2 separate regions of the Rattus norvegicus genome follow, and region 2 is linked to region 1. A link is a contact called in public Hi-C data. All regions are on one chromosome and are shown on one strand. Each heading gives the region's core, a stretch centred on a gene start, on an enhancer-like site or on the middle of the called end of the contact. The rest is flanking DNA. Distances are from core to core; before and after follow the strand shown.

Evidence for each region. Hi-C and Micro-C count contacts between places; a contact is called where the count stands out from the background.
Region 2: a Hi-C map of kidney shows a contact between it and region 1, with 4 times the contacts expected there. The contact joins the enhancer-like site here to the promoter of Akap8l in region 1. A contact is called at or near these places in 12 of 12 Hi-C or Micro-C datasets (the A7r5 cell line, the Rat2 cell line, Schwann cells and 7 more) and 1 of 1 datasets of contacts at active chromatin or transcription factors (oligodendrocytes).

What each region holds. Positions count from the first base shown.
Region 1 is chr7:12,009,166-12,015,537 of GRCr8, reverse strand. Akap8l (A-kinase anchoring protein 8 like) reads left to right here and starts at 2,727. Exons shown (of 14, transcript NM_001013946.1): 1 at 2,727-2,823. The coding sequence starts at 2,811. LOC134479821 (a long non-coding RNA gene) reads right to left here and starts at 2,627. Exons shown (of 2, transcript XR_010053572.1): 1 at 2,349-2,627; 2 at 1,153-1,357.
Region 2 is chr7:12,141,139-12,147,510 of GRCr8, reverse strand. It overlaps Cyp4f39 (cytochrome P450, family 4, subfamily f, polypeptide 39), which reads right to left. Exons shown (of 14, transcript NM_001399679.1): 8 at 3,621-3,888; 9 at 72-138. Among named protein-coding and RNA genes, the nearest start is that of Cyp4f17, 26 kb to the left of the region's middle. Within about 2 kb of position 3,685, at least 13 of the 93 cell types and tissues checked have an H3K27ac peak or open chromatin away from gene starts, as enhancers often do. A contact at or near this core is called in hepatocytes, kidney and liver, where this site is marked.

The DNA.
Region 1 (6,372 bases), core at 1,478-3,977:
CGATGCCCTCTTCTGGTGTGTCTGAAAACAGCTACAATGTACTTATATATAATAAATGAATACATCTTTTTTAAAAAATCCATTTTTTAATATAAAAGGAGCAGAGTAGATTTTTGAAAGTTTCGGTGACAGAAGTAGTAACAAGGAAGGCCTTCCTACCTACTACATACACTGATGGCTGTGTCTTTGCACACAGTAACATGTTACTATACACTGATAACTGCATATCTTTGCAAGGATCATGTACCATTTTTTTTTTTTTTTTTGGTTCTTTTTTTCGGAGCTGGGGACCCTCACGTACCATTCTTAAAACAGACTTTTTCCTAAAACTCCTGAGCAGAGCTTAAATCTTTGCTTAAACCACTCCATGGTCTAAAGGAAACAGCCTTAACTTTTGGCCTAAGCTCAACCTGTGAAGACATCAACATCAGGAATTAAACAAGACCTTCCGAGAAACACACCAAATGCTACAAAGTAAACGACAGGATCTAGAGATGTGGGGCTGTACCTTAGGATGCTGACAGTGTGGCACCCCAGAGAGGCAGGGCACGTAAAGCAGACCATGTTCACAGACAGGCAGTGTACTGCAACTGGCTTCTGTGGGGCAACAAGGTCTGCAAAAGTGTTAGGGAGGAATTGTTATCAGAACGTTTTATCCTGGGCAAACGGTAAAAAGACCTTTTCATCACAGCAACAACCTAATCTATACTTCTCCACCTCCCCTACCCCATCTCAATTGTGAAGAACAGCTATCATATCAACCGTTTCAGTGTGTTTCTTTGAAGGATCTAGACTTTTAAAGAATGCCATTATTATTCCCCTAAAGAAACTGCTGACAAGAACTGAGAGATGGCTCAATGGCAAAGAACAGACACTGCTTTTACAGAGGACTTGGGTTTGATTCCCAGCACCCACATGGCAGGTTACAGCTATCTGTGACTCCAGCCCAGGATACCCAGCACCCTCTTCTAACCACCTCAGGCACTAGGGATACATGTGGTTACATAGACACAAATCATGCAAAACATTCATACATAAACCTAAAAAAAAAAAAAACCTGATAAACATTCCTTAATACCAAATACAACATCTCCTTTAAATTTCCCCAAACCACAAAAAGGTTCATGAATCACAGAAGTGGAGGGAGGTTGATGCAGTTTCTCGAATGTTTTATTTACATTGTCCCTCCAAGGATATCTCTCCCATGGTGACTTTCTATACAGCCAGGAGCCAGGCATGGTGCTTAGAACAAGGCTGGTACTAGGTTGCAATTTTCATTTTGTGGAGCTGAGCGTAGAACACAGGTTCTCATGTGTGAAGCATTTGCAATAATACATGGGACGTTTAGATGTATTGCCTGTGTATAACAAGCAATACACAAATATATAACAAATACCATACACATAAACATTTATTTACAAAGCAGTTTTTGAGGGGTAGGAGAGATGGCTCCGTGGTTAAGAGCACTAGCTGCTTTTCTAGAGGACCCAGGCTCAATTCCCAGCACCTACATGGCAGTTCACAATTATCTGAAACTACAGTTCAAGTGATCTGACATCCTCACACAGACATACATTCAAGCAAAACACTAATACATATACAATAAAAATAAATCTTGGGGTTGGAGATTTAGCTCAGTGGTAGAGCGCTTGCCTAGCAAGCACAAGGCTCTGGGTTCGATCCCCAGCTCCGAAAAAAAAAAAAAAAAAAAAAGGAAAAAATAAATCTTAAAAAAATTTTTTTTGAGACCAAAGTAACCCTCCCTGGCTATCCACAAATTTACCATGTAAACACACTCACAAAGATCTGCTTTCTTACTAGTGCTGGGATTAAAGGCGTGTGCCACCAAGCCCAACTATGTATTTTGAGATGAGGTTTTATACTCAGTGTTCTTCCAGACTCAGAGCCCAGGTGCTGAGATTACAGGTACAAGCCACCAAGGCCTGGTTTTGTTTATTTAAAAATGCATTTTTATCTTGCAGTGTTGGGAGAGCTCACACAAGGCCTTCTGTACATACTATTATAAAATGATTTTCCACCAAACTATATCCTCAACCCTTACAAGTACTATTAATTGTTATGTAATGATTAATAAGAAAATATTTACTTGTGAAACTGGCCCCGATTCTTTTTCCCCTCCTTGAGACAGGGACTCACTGAAGCCCAGAGTGGCTTAGAATTCATATAGCATATAGGACATTCTGCCTCAGGCTCCTGTATTCTGGGGTTACAGAAGTCAGCTACTACACATGGCCTGCCTCATTTGTTTTAATGTTATCTCACATAATGTTTGTCAGGACCTTATTTAGCAGTTAGATACTAATTTTCTCATTTCAACGTGGCTTTACCGTTCTCGTTTTGGAGCCGAAGCCCAAAGGAATACATAAATGGGTATGACTAGCGTTTCAGTGGCGGGGCGTAAGACGGTCGGTCGCCTCTGCTCCTGCCCGCAAGTGACCAGCACGCCGACACCGGGAGACCGCCACGCGTAGGCTCAGACCTCTGGGTTGCACCCAGCTCCGCCCCTTCGAACTCTCTCTCCTCTTGGCCTATCGGCGCAGGCTTTTGTTAACAGGAGGAGGAGGGTAAGGCGGGGTCATCGGGGGTTGGCAGTATCTCTAACCACTGTCGCGAAGAGGTGTGGAAATAGACAGGTAGTTAAACCAATAGGCGTGAAGTCCGAGGTTTGCACAAGCCAATGAGGTAAGGAGGCGGGGCTGGGGCGTGTGTGGAAGGACCCCAGGGATTGTTGTGGCGTCAGACGCGCAGAGTAGCGGTCTGTGTCCAAGGCTCGGGTGTTCTCTGCGGCCATGAGCTACACAGGTAGGCCCAACAGGGTGAAGGGCGCGCTCCAGGCCGGGGTGACAAGACGGACTGAGTCTTGTCAGGATCGCCCACGCCTCCCGTGGTGTCGTGGTCATTGCCCTCTGTGGTCACAAAATGGCGTCCTAGGCTCTTCACTTCGGGGTCGCATCCCTCAAGCTTCGGCTCTCAGTGACCTCAGCCGGGCATCTTGGTCTCTCCTGGCTGCTCAAGGCCTTGCTTGTGTCTTCTGTGACCGTAGTTCCCGGGCCTCAACGTTAGGTCCAGGCTTCCACCACCTCCGTCCGTCCCTGGCTAGTGCCCCACGGACATCCACGTCTAAGACGTCGCTTCTCAGGCCTGAGTTTCTGAGATCAGTGCTTTCGGTCGGCTGCTGTCGCCATTGCCTCCTCCCCTGAGCAGTTTCGGTGCAAAACGTCGCAGATCCTTACTCATGGTACTCCGCAAAAGCGCCAGTCTCCCCACCTCACTCCCCCAGGGAGCTGTGGAATCAGTAAACATATACGAAGGCTCTGAACCGTTGCAGGGAGCTTTAGGGACCGAGTTTGAACCTTAGTGAAGAATGACTGTTTTCACTAATTCACTCAACTTACAGTGCTGAATAGGCACTATGAATGCTGACAAGAATTTCTTAAGCAGCTTATAGGAGAGGACAGACCTTAGTAGGCCAGTAAATTAATGTATATTGTATTTTGGACCTTGGGTATCCTGAAGGAATTCAGCCATGGAGAGCTTTGAAGCCTTGGGGAAGGGTGTTTTAAGAAGAGAAGTACGCAATATAGGAGAGAGTAAAGATAGCTCTTGCTGTAAAACATCCTGGGCTGGAACCTCCTACCTACTTAGATCAGTGATATTTGAGCAAAGAGGAAGGTGGGTGACGAGCATGGTGAGGGGGTGCGGAATATGCTTGAGTGACTGTAAAATCATTCTTGAGTGAGTTGCCAAGGATGCCTGGTTTTGCCTTGGCAGTGCCCAATGAAACTTATCGGCAGTGCCTCCCACTTTACTGGAGGTATTTCAGGCTTGAACTTAAGTGGTTGCTGGGTAACCCACATTCTGTTTGGAATGTTTAAGACTTTCAACGGAACCTGAGCCTCAAGCCAGTCCTTCTAAGCCCCCTGGGTCAAATGCTTGCCAAGAACCTTGGGTTTTCTAACAACCATCCCCTAGGCCAGTGGTTCTCAATCAGGGTGATGTCGCCTGCCTCGCACCTTCCAGGGGTACATTTGGCACTATCTGGAGTCCTGTTTTGTCTTATCTAAAGTGTGGGTATGTGGGGGTGGGGGCGGTGTGCAGTGCTACTGACATCTAGTGGATAAAGGGTAGGGCTGCAACTCTGCAGCCTGAAGTGCAAAGCTTCCGCCACAGTTTTTGATGTCAAACATCTGAAGTCTCAGTAGGATTGTTAAAGGGTTTGCAGCAATGTCAGTTGGAAAAGAAAGTTACTAAGTAGAACTCCTGCTTGATGCCTCTAGAATTAAAATGTAGCTCTCTTCACCAGGTGTGACCAAGAAGTAAAAACAGCTCTGCAGTTAGGAACAGGGTTATTGAAGAACAAGAGAGTGAATGATTATATTATGGGATAGCTTGATAGTGACACATTTATTTTTACAGATGAGGAAACTGAATTAGCTCGCTAATGGCTAAGCTCGAATTTCAGCTTCAGGTCTTGTAGGTTTTAAATTCTGAGTATTGTGGGCACTGAAGTAGCCAAGCTAATGAGATAATGATTAGTTTTCCTTTCATCTTGTTAGACTAAAAGAACCAGCAGTAACTTTATAATATGGTTCTTTCCCCTTAAAGGTCAACTTTGGTGTCATTTTTCTAGTACCATCTATCTTGTCTTCTTTTATGCAGGGTGCCATTAACCTGGAACTTGCCAATTACACTAAACTGGTTGGTCAGCAAGGCCAAGGATTATGTTGTCTTTTCTAGTTCTTTCTGTGAGTCTGGGGATGATACTAAGGTCTTTATGCTTGTGTAATAAGCACTTTACTGGCTGAGAGCTTTGCCCGGCCTTGCTTTCAGTGGGTTTATTGTTCTATTTAACATTTTATTTTATTTACATATATCTCTATGCATCTACGTGAATGTGTTTGTGTGAGTGTGTCAGCCTTGTACGAAGGTGCCCCTGGGGGCCAGAAGAGAACATGGGTCCCTTGGAACTGGAGTTAAAAAACAGATGATTGTGAGTGAACTGCCTGACATGACTTCTAGCATCTGACTCTCGTCCTCATGATTGAGCAGCATCTGTCCAGCCCTTCAGTGTTTGTTTGTTTGTAAAAATAAATTATTTTTGCTCATATGAATTTTGCCTGAGTGTGTATGTCTGTGTACTGCATGCGAGTGCCTATAACTCTCTAAAACTGGAGTTAGAGATGATTCTGAGTCACCCCCATGGGCTCTGGGATTAGATCCTGGTCCTCTAGAAGAACAATACTCTTAACCACTGAACCATCTCTCCAGTTGTGCCCCGCCCCCACCTCAGTGATTTTTATAGACAGTTATTAAATCATCAGTACTTGAACTATAAGCCTCTTGGGAAGGTCCTGGACCCCCAGAAGTGGGAAAGATCTAATTGAACACAACCTCTTTAGGAAGGATAGAAAAGACTCAGTCTTTGTATTTGTGTTTTCTCCTTCCCCAAGACCTAGGATCTGACCCTTCCATTGGGAAGTAAAGCGGAAGTTGAGTCCACAGCTTTCTTTTTTGGAGCCCTGGTACTGGATGTGTTTGGAATTCTACTCTGAAGAAGTATGGTCTCTTCACCTGGGGTCAGGGTGCCACTCTGTAACTAAATACACTAGGGACTAGAGTCCAGCTTAGTGATGTAGTGTTGGCTTAGCTTGCCAGGGGCCCTGAGGTCAGCTCAAGGACCACAGAAGCAAAAACCATATTAATTTTGCACCACATTCATAAACAGTATCCATTCTTCAGGTTCCTTTGGCCTTAATGTAAAATCGTTCACATTTGCAGAGGGCACTTGCTCTGCTTATGAAGTGCTATGAGCTATCCAGCCTCATCCCCAGTTCTGAGAGTCCTTGATGTATAGAATGCTTTTGGACTGGCGTATTGACTTTTAAAGAACTTTAAATAGGGTCTTGCCACACTGGCCTCGATGAGGATGAAGTGAGATATTCAGCTAAAGCATCCAGCAGGGAAGCATTTACTCAGTGTTCAGTGTTGACTGTTGTTGCTATGGTTTTGTGTGTGTTGGGGGGTGGGGAGGAGTCTCACTCTGTTTCAGCGCCTTGAACTCAAGGCAGTACTTGCCTCGGTCTCATGAGCGCTGGTATGTAGGCTGCAAACCTTCACCGAACAGCTGTCTGGAAGTCCGCGCACCCACACGCATGGTATCTGATATAAGTTTCTGTTGTAACTGTTATTTTTGTTGGAAATGCTGTCCCAAATTACTTTTTGAGTCATGGGACTAGTGTTTTTAATCATTTCAGCAGTGTGAAAAGATGGACAGGATACATATGTTAGACGAGGCCTCCCTATGTAAGCTAGGCATTCCTAAAACTCATAGTCCTGCTTCTGCCTTCCCAG
Region 2 (6,372 bases), core at 2,436-4,935, 130 kb before region 1:
GGGTGTTCCCCACAGCAGGAAGATGGTGGTACTTCTTCCCACCGACCCTCAGACTCCCTCAGCATCCTTACCCTCAAACATGAACGTATCCGCCTCAGCCCGGATGTCTTCGTCAGATAATTCTTTCCCCTCTTCATCCTAGAATGGGCAGCAGAGGATGCTGAGCTCGCTGTACTCCTCACCATCTGTGCTCCACTTCCTACATCCTCCCCGAAAGTCAGATACCTGTTTCCCCATTTGCTGTTTTCATTTCTTTTTTTTTTTCTTTCTTTTTTTCGGAGCTGGGGACCAAACCCAGGGCCTTGCGCTTCCTAGGCAAGCGCTCTACCGCTGAGCTAAATCCCCAGCCCCGTCCTTTCTCTCTACTTTTATGTTTTACATTTATCTATTGTGCGCCACGTTTATGGTGCACGTGTGAGAAGCAGAGGATAACTTGATGAGGTCATCTCTCGCCTTCGAACATGTGGGTACCAGGGACTGATCTCCGGTTGTCAGGCCTTGCAGCAATCCCATTTACCAGCCTAGCCGTGTTCCCAGATTGTCTTGTCTTGCACCCCACTCTATCAGAGACTCCGTGTGCAGCCCAGACTGGTCTCAAATGTGAGATCCTCCTGTCTCGGTCTCCCAAAATTTGGGGTTACAGATGTGTACCACTGTGCCTGGCTTGCCATCCTGCTCCACCTCGCTTAAACTAAAGGGTGTAAGTGTTCCAGGCAGAGCAAAGGATGCAGCCTACCATAAGAAAGACAAATGGAGAAAGGGGAGGAATGTCAAAGGGAGTTCATACAACATCACTTGATGTTTATGTTACAGCCCAAAAAACGAGTCAGGGAGACAAAAGGATGGGTCAATAAGAAAAGGTGTCTCCTGCCCACCTCGACAGCCTGAGTTCAATTCCTAGAACCCACATGGTATAAAAAGAGAAACAGCTCCTACAGTTTGCCCTCTGGCCTCCATGTTTCACCTGTTATGTGACCCAGCATAGTGTCAAATTGACAATTCTGTTTCGACTCCCCAAGTCCTGGGATTATGTGTCACCACAGCCAGCTATTCTAAATTCCATGGAGATAAGTCTACAAAGGGACCATCGACATTTTTGCATGCCACTGCTTAATCTTTTTTCTTTCTCTCCTTCTCTCCTTCTCTCTTTCTTTCTTTCTTTCTTTCTTTCTTTCTTTCTTTTTTTCTTGGAGCTGAGGACTGAACCCAGGGCCTTGTGCTTGCTAGGCGAGCGCTCTACCGCTGAGCTAAATCCCCAACCCCATCACTGCTTAATCTTAATGCTGCACAACTGTATTTATCGAGCGGTCTCTGACAGACATTTATCCTGCAAGATAGCCAACAACTTTGTCATCAGGTCTTACCAGCACCAAGATACAAGAGACAGGTGCTGCCATCGCCATCAAATACCCTGTAAGTGGCAGAGCCATGGCTGGAATCGAGAGCTATATCAAAAATTCCACACAAGAAGCTGAATGTGGGGGTCATACCCCTGTGATACCAGCACTAGGAAGATGGAGGCAGGAGGTCAGAAATTCAGTCATCCTCAGCTACACACGGATTTTGAGATTAGGATTGGCAAGATGAGACACTGCCTCAAAAATAAATAAAAAATAAAAATAAAGCAACAGACAAGGGAGGCTGGAAAGACAGCGAAGAGCTCACTGCTCCTGCTCTGGATTTGGTTCTCAGTGCCCACATCAGGTAGCTTACAACGGCCTGTAACTCCAGCTCCAAGGAGTCTGAACTCCTTCTGGGCTAAGGGCACTGGTACTCAGACACAAACGTGTACACATATTTAAAATAAATGTAAAAACAAGGGGCTGGAGGGAGGGTTCTGAGGGTAAGAGCACTTGCAGTACAAATATGAAGACTCGAGTTTAGATCTCCAACACCCATGTGAAAAAAGAAGAAAGGAAAGGAAGGGAGGGAGGGAGGGGAGGAAGGAGGGAGGGAAGAAAGGGAGGGAGGAAAAAGAGGGAGGGAGGGAAGGGAGGGAGGGGAGGGAGGGAGGAAATGGAGAGAGGGAGGGAGGGAGGAAGGAAGGAAGGAAGGAAGGAAGGAAGGAAGGAAGGAAGGAAGGAAGTCAGTCATGTTTGGGGTACACTAGGGACAGAGTCACACAGATCTCTATTTTTGGCTGAACAACCAAACTAGATAAAATGTCAAGACTCCAGTCCTGTGAGAGACTCTGTCTCAAGGTGGTAAGTCAGAGAGTAAAAGAGGAAGACACCAAACTTTCTGCTCTGGCTGCCAAATCCAGATGTGTCTGTATCGACACCCACACGCACACACACGTATATACATACCATACACATAAATCCACAGAAGAGTGAGTTGAATGATAGTGCACTTGCCTTGTACTCTTTATGCCCTAGCTTTCAGTCTCAGAACTCCAGTGACAACAAAAATAAGAGCATTGGGGCTGGAAGTTTGCTCGGTGGTTACAAGAACTGCTCTTCTAACGGATCCTCATTCACTTCCTAGCACCCGTGTGGACTGGCTTCCAACTATGTGTAACTCCGGGTATCTACTGCCCTCTTCTGGCCGCCATGGGCATTGGCACTTGTATACACATACCCACCAATAGACACGTAGTTAAAAACAAGAGTATCTGCACAGAACCTACACACATATTCTTGTATACTTTAATCCATGAGTAGGAAACAGACTAGCTGGGCATGGTGGCAGACATGTAATCTCACCATCCAGGAGGCTGAGAAGGAGGATTGAGGCCAACCTGAGAACTGGAGAAGAAAAGGAAGGGGGTGGGGATAAGTAGGTTGAGCTGGCAAGATGGCACTTTGACACCAAGCCAGGTGGACCTGAGTTTGATCCCTAGGACCAGACCCACGTGGTTGAAGGAGAAAACCAATTCCCAAGAGTTGTATTCTGACCTCCACAGGGGCTCTGTAGCAGGCATGTACACCCCATAAACAGAGAGAAACACACACACACACACACACACACACACACACACACACACACACACACACCACACACACAGAGGGGGAGTAGGAGAGGAGGGGAGAAGGAAGGGAAGAGAGGGGAAGGGGTAGGGAGGGGGAGGGAGAGAGGGAGGGAGGGAGGGAGGGAGGGAGGGAGGGAGAGAGAGAGAGAGAGAGAGAGAGAGAGAGAGAGAGAGAGAGAGAGAGAGAGAGAGAGAGAGAGAGAGAGATATCGAGATCAGGCTGTCCTGGATCTTGCTATATAGACTCCCCTGGCCTCTAACTCACAGGACTCTGCCTGCCTCTGCCTTTTGAGTATTAGGAGTAAAGGCAGGTACTACATGCTTGGCCAACCACCGTAATTAAAAATCTTTGTTTTAAAAGAAAGACGCTGTGCAGTCTCCAGTACAGAGCTTAATTGTTTTGACACCAGTTGGACTTGCAGTCGGCTTTCTTAAGTATACAGGGATATTCCACAGGAAAAACCACACGCTAGACCATAATGGGGCTCACTAAATTCAAAGGACTGAAGTACTCTGTTGTGATAGCTGAATGAGCCTTCCCACATTTATGAGCTACGGACCCCTTGCTGTAACCCCCCACAACTTTGAGCACTCAGTGCAATTCCCAGCCGGCCTCTAGGGGCAGGAGTCCGCTTCCACCAATTCTCACCTTGGCCAGCAGCAGCACGTCTATGAAGTCCAAGGTCTTGCCCTGCTTGGCCTTCAGCCATGCCTCGGCACCCAGCTCGCGCAGCGCCCGCCGCCGCTGCTGTATGACTTCAGTAGTGAAGTTGTGCACCGTGTCGCAGGCCTGGCGGAAGCGCCGCCCGTCGGCAGTGAGGTAGTAGATGAAATCCAGATAGTGATGCAAGCGGTATTGGCGCCGCACCACCAGAGCGCTCAGTTCAATAATGGAGGAGATGTAATCGCTCAATTTCCTGCAGAGAGAAGGGCTGTGAGCCACTTGTACGGCCCAGAGACACACGTGGGGCCCAGGGTCCGTTGCATAACGACAAACAGAGATCTTATATTAACCTTTTTTTTTCTGTTATGAGTATGCATGTTTGCCAGAGCGTATGTCTGTGCACCAGCTGTGTGCAGCGTCTGAAGAGACAAAAGGAAGTCTGATCCTCTGGGGCTGGAGTTACAGATGATTGCGAGCCGCCATGTGGGTGTCTGGAACTGGACACTGAGCTCTCTAAGGGCAGCAAGTGTTCTTAATAGCTGGGCCATCTCTGACCCATATATAGTTTTTTAAATCTATTCTCTCTCTCTCTCTCTCTCTCTCTCTCTCTCTCTCTCTCTCTGCGCGTGAGTGCGTGCGTGCGTGCGTGTGTGCATGGTGCTAGAGATGGAATATAAAGTTTTGTGTATTATTCAAGGCAAGCACTTTACCAACTGAGCTATATCAGCAGCCTTTCTTTCTCTCTTTCTCTCTCTCTCTTTCTTTCTTTTTTTTTAAGTGGAGTCTTATGTTGCCCGGGACGAACTCAAACTCACTATGTAGCCAAGAATGACCTTGAATTTCTGATTTTCCTGCCTTTAGTCACTTGAGTACTTGAATTACACCACCACACACGGCTTACTTTATTTAAATGCTTTTTGTCTTCTCATTATTTTATTCTTATATTTATTTTATGTGTCCAAGTGCTTTGCTTGCACACACATGCACCACATGTGTCCCTGGTACCCTCAGAAGCCAGGAGCAGATGTCGGATCCCTGGAACTAGAGTTACAGACGGTGGTGAATTGCCAGGTGGATGCTAAAGATCAAAGCCGGATCCTCTGTAATAGCATCAAGTGCTCCTACTCACTTAGACACCTCTCCGCCATGCCTTTATTATTAACCCCAGGGACAGGGGCTCCTGAGTGTGTGCAGGCAGGTGCCCTGCAAGGCCAGAAGAGTGCACCAGATCCCCCGGATGTGGAAGTACAGGTGGCTTTCAACTGCCCGTCACGAATGCTTAGGACCAAATTCTAGTCCTCCGCAAGGCACTATGTGCTTGTAACCTCAGCCCCATACCTGCTTTATTTTATCTTATTTTATTTTATTTTATTTTATTTTATTTCACAAGACCAGAAATGGAGTAGAGGATGTTCTACCTGAGAGACGCTGCTTCAGACCTGCCCCATAACGAATATTGAGGCATGAACTGAGTAATGTTATTTTACTAGTTCAGTCAACAAATACTCACTGAACGCTTTTCATACGCCAGGGAAACTGTCAAATCATTTTATCCCTAGAGCGTCTCTCAGAGTCAGATATTTTCACCTTTGCCTTACAAAGGACTGGAGGTTGTGGCTCCGTCCTGTAATCCCAACACGCAGGAGGTGGAAGCAGAGGGCTCGGGGGCCACCCTGGGTACCGTATGAAAGTCTGTGTCAGAAACCAGGAAGGTAGGACGGAGGCGTGACCCAGGCCTTAAGAGCACACGCTGCTCTCCCAGAGGATTCGGGTTTGATTGCCAGAGCCATGCTGGACCTCTCGCAGCTGCCTGTAACTGCAGCTCCAGATTGCCTGACACCTCTAGGTTCTATAGGCGCCTGCACGCATATGCACGTACCTATGCACAGACATAGGCGTAAGATTTAAAGACAAAGTAAAATTTTCATATGTATATATTTTTTTAAGGAAGGAAAGGAAGTGGGATAAGGAAGAAGAAAGGGGGATAAAGATGAAATAACAATACAGGAAGAAAAAGAAGAAAAATAACAATACATCAAGAAAAAGAAGAAAAATAACAATACAGGAAGAAAAAGAAGAAAAATAACAATACATCAAGAAAAAGAAGAAAAATAACAATACAGGAAGAAAAGAAGAGGAGGAGGAGGGGATAAGAGGGAAGAAAAGGGATAAGGAGAGGAGGAGGGAGAAGAGAAAGGAGAACTACGAAATGAAAGGAAGAGTTGGACATCTCTAGGCTATACCCTGTCTGTGGAGAAATGGGGAGAGAGTGTCTCCTGAGTGTTAAGTGCCGAGACACCGACATTGGTTTGCTTACTTAATTATGCATTTATATGTTCTTTGTTTTAATTTCTGTTTGTTTGTCTGTTGTTTATTGTTTGCTTGCTTGCTTGATTTTTAGGTAAGTTCTTCCAAGATGACCCAGGATAGCGCGAGCTAGCCTTGACTTAAAGCAGTCCACCCACCTCTGACTCCAGAGCACTGAGATCATGTGCCACCATGATGTCTGGGGTTTTTTGAGACTGGCTTTCAGTACGTTGTCCAGGCTTAACTCAAATTCGGCATCCTCTCACCTCAACCTCTCAAATGGCTGAGTTAGAGATCCTAGGCATGGACCAGCCCAAATCTCATTTAATCCTTTTAATAAGAGAACTGAAGCTGAGAGAGGTGATGTCACCTTGGGGGCCACCCAGAAAGAAATAGAAAGAAACGAAGGTGTCTTTCTGAGGGCGCATGG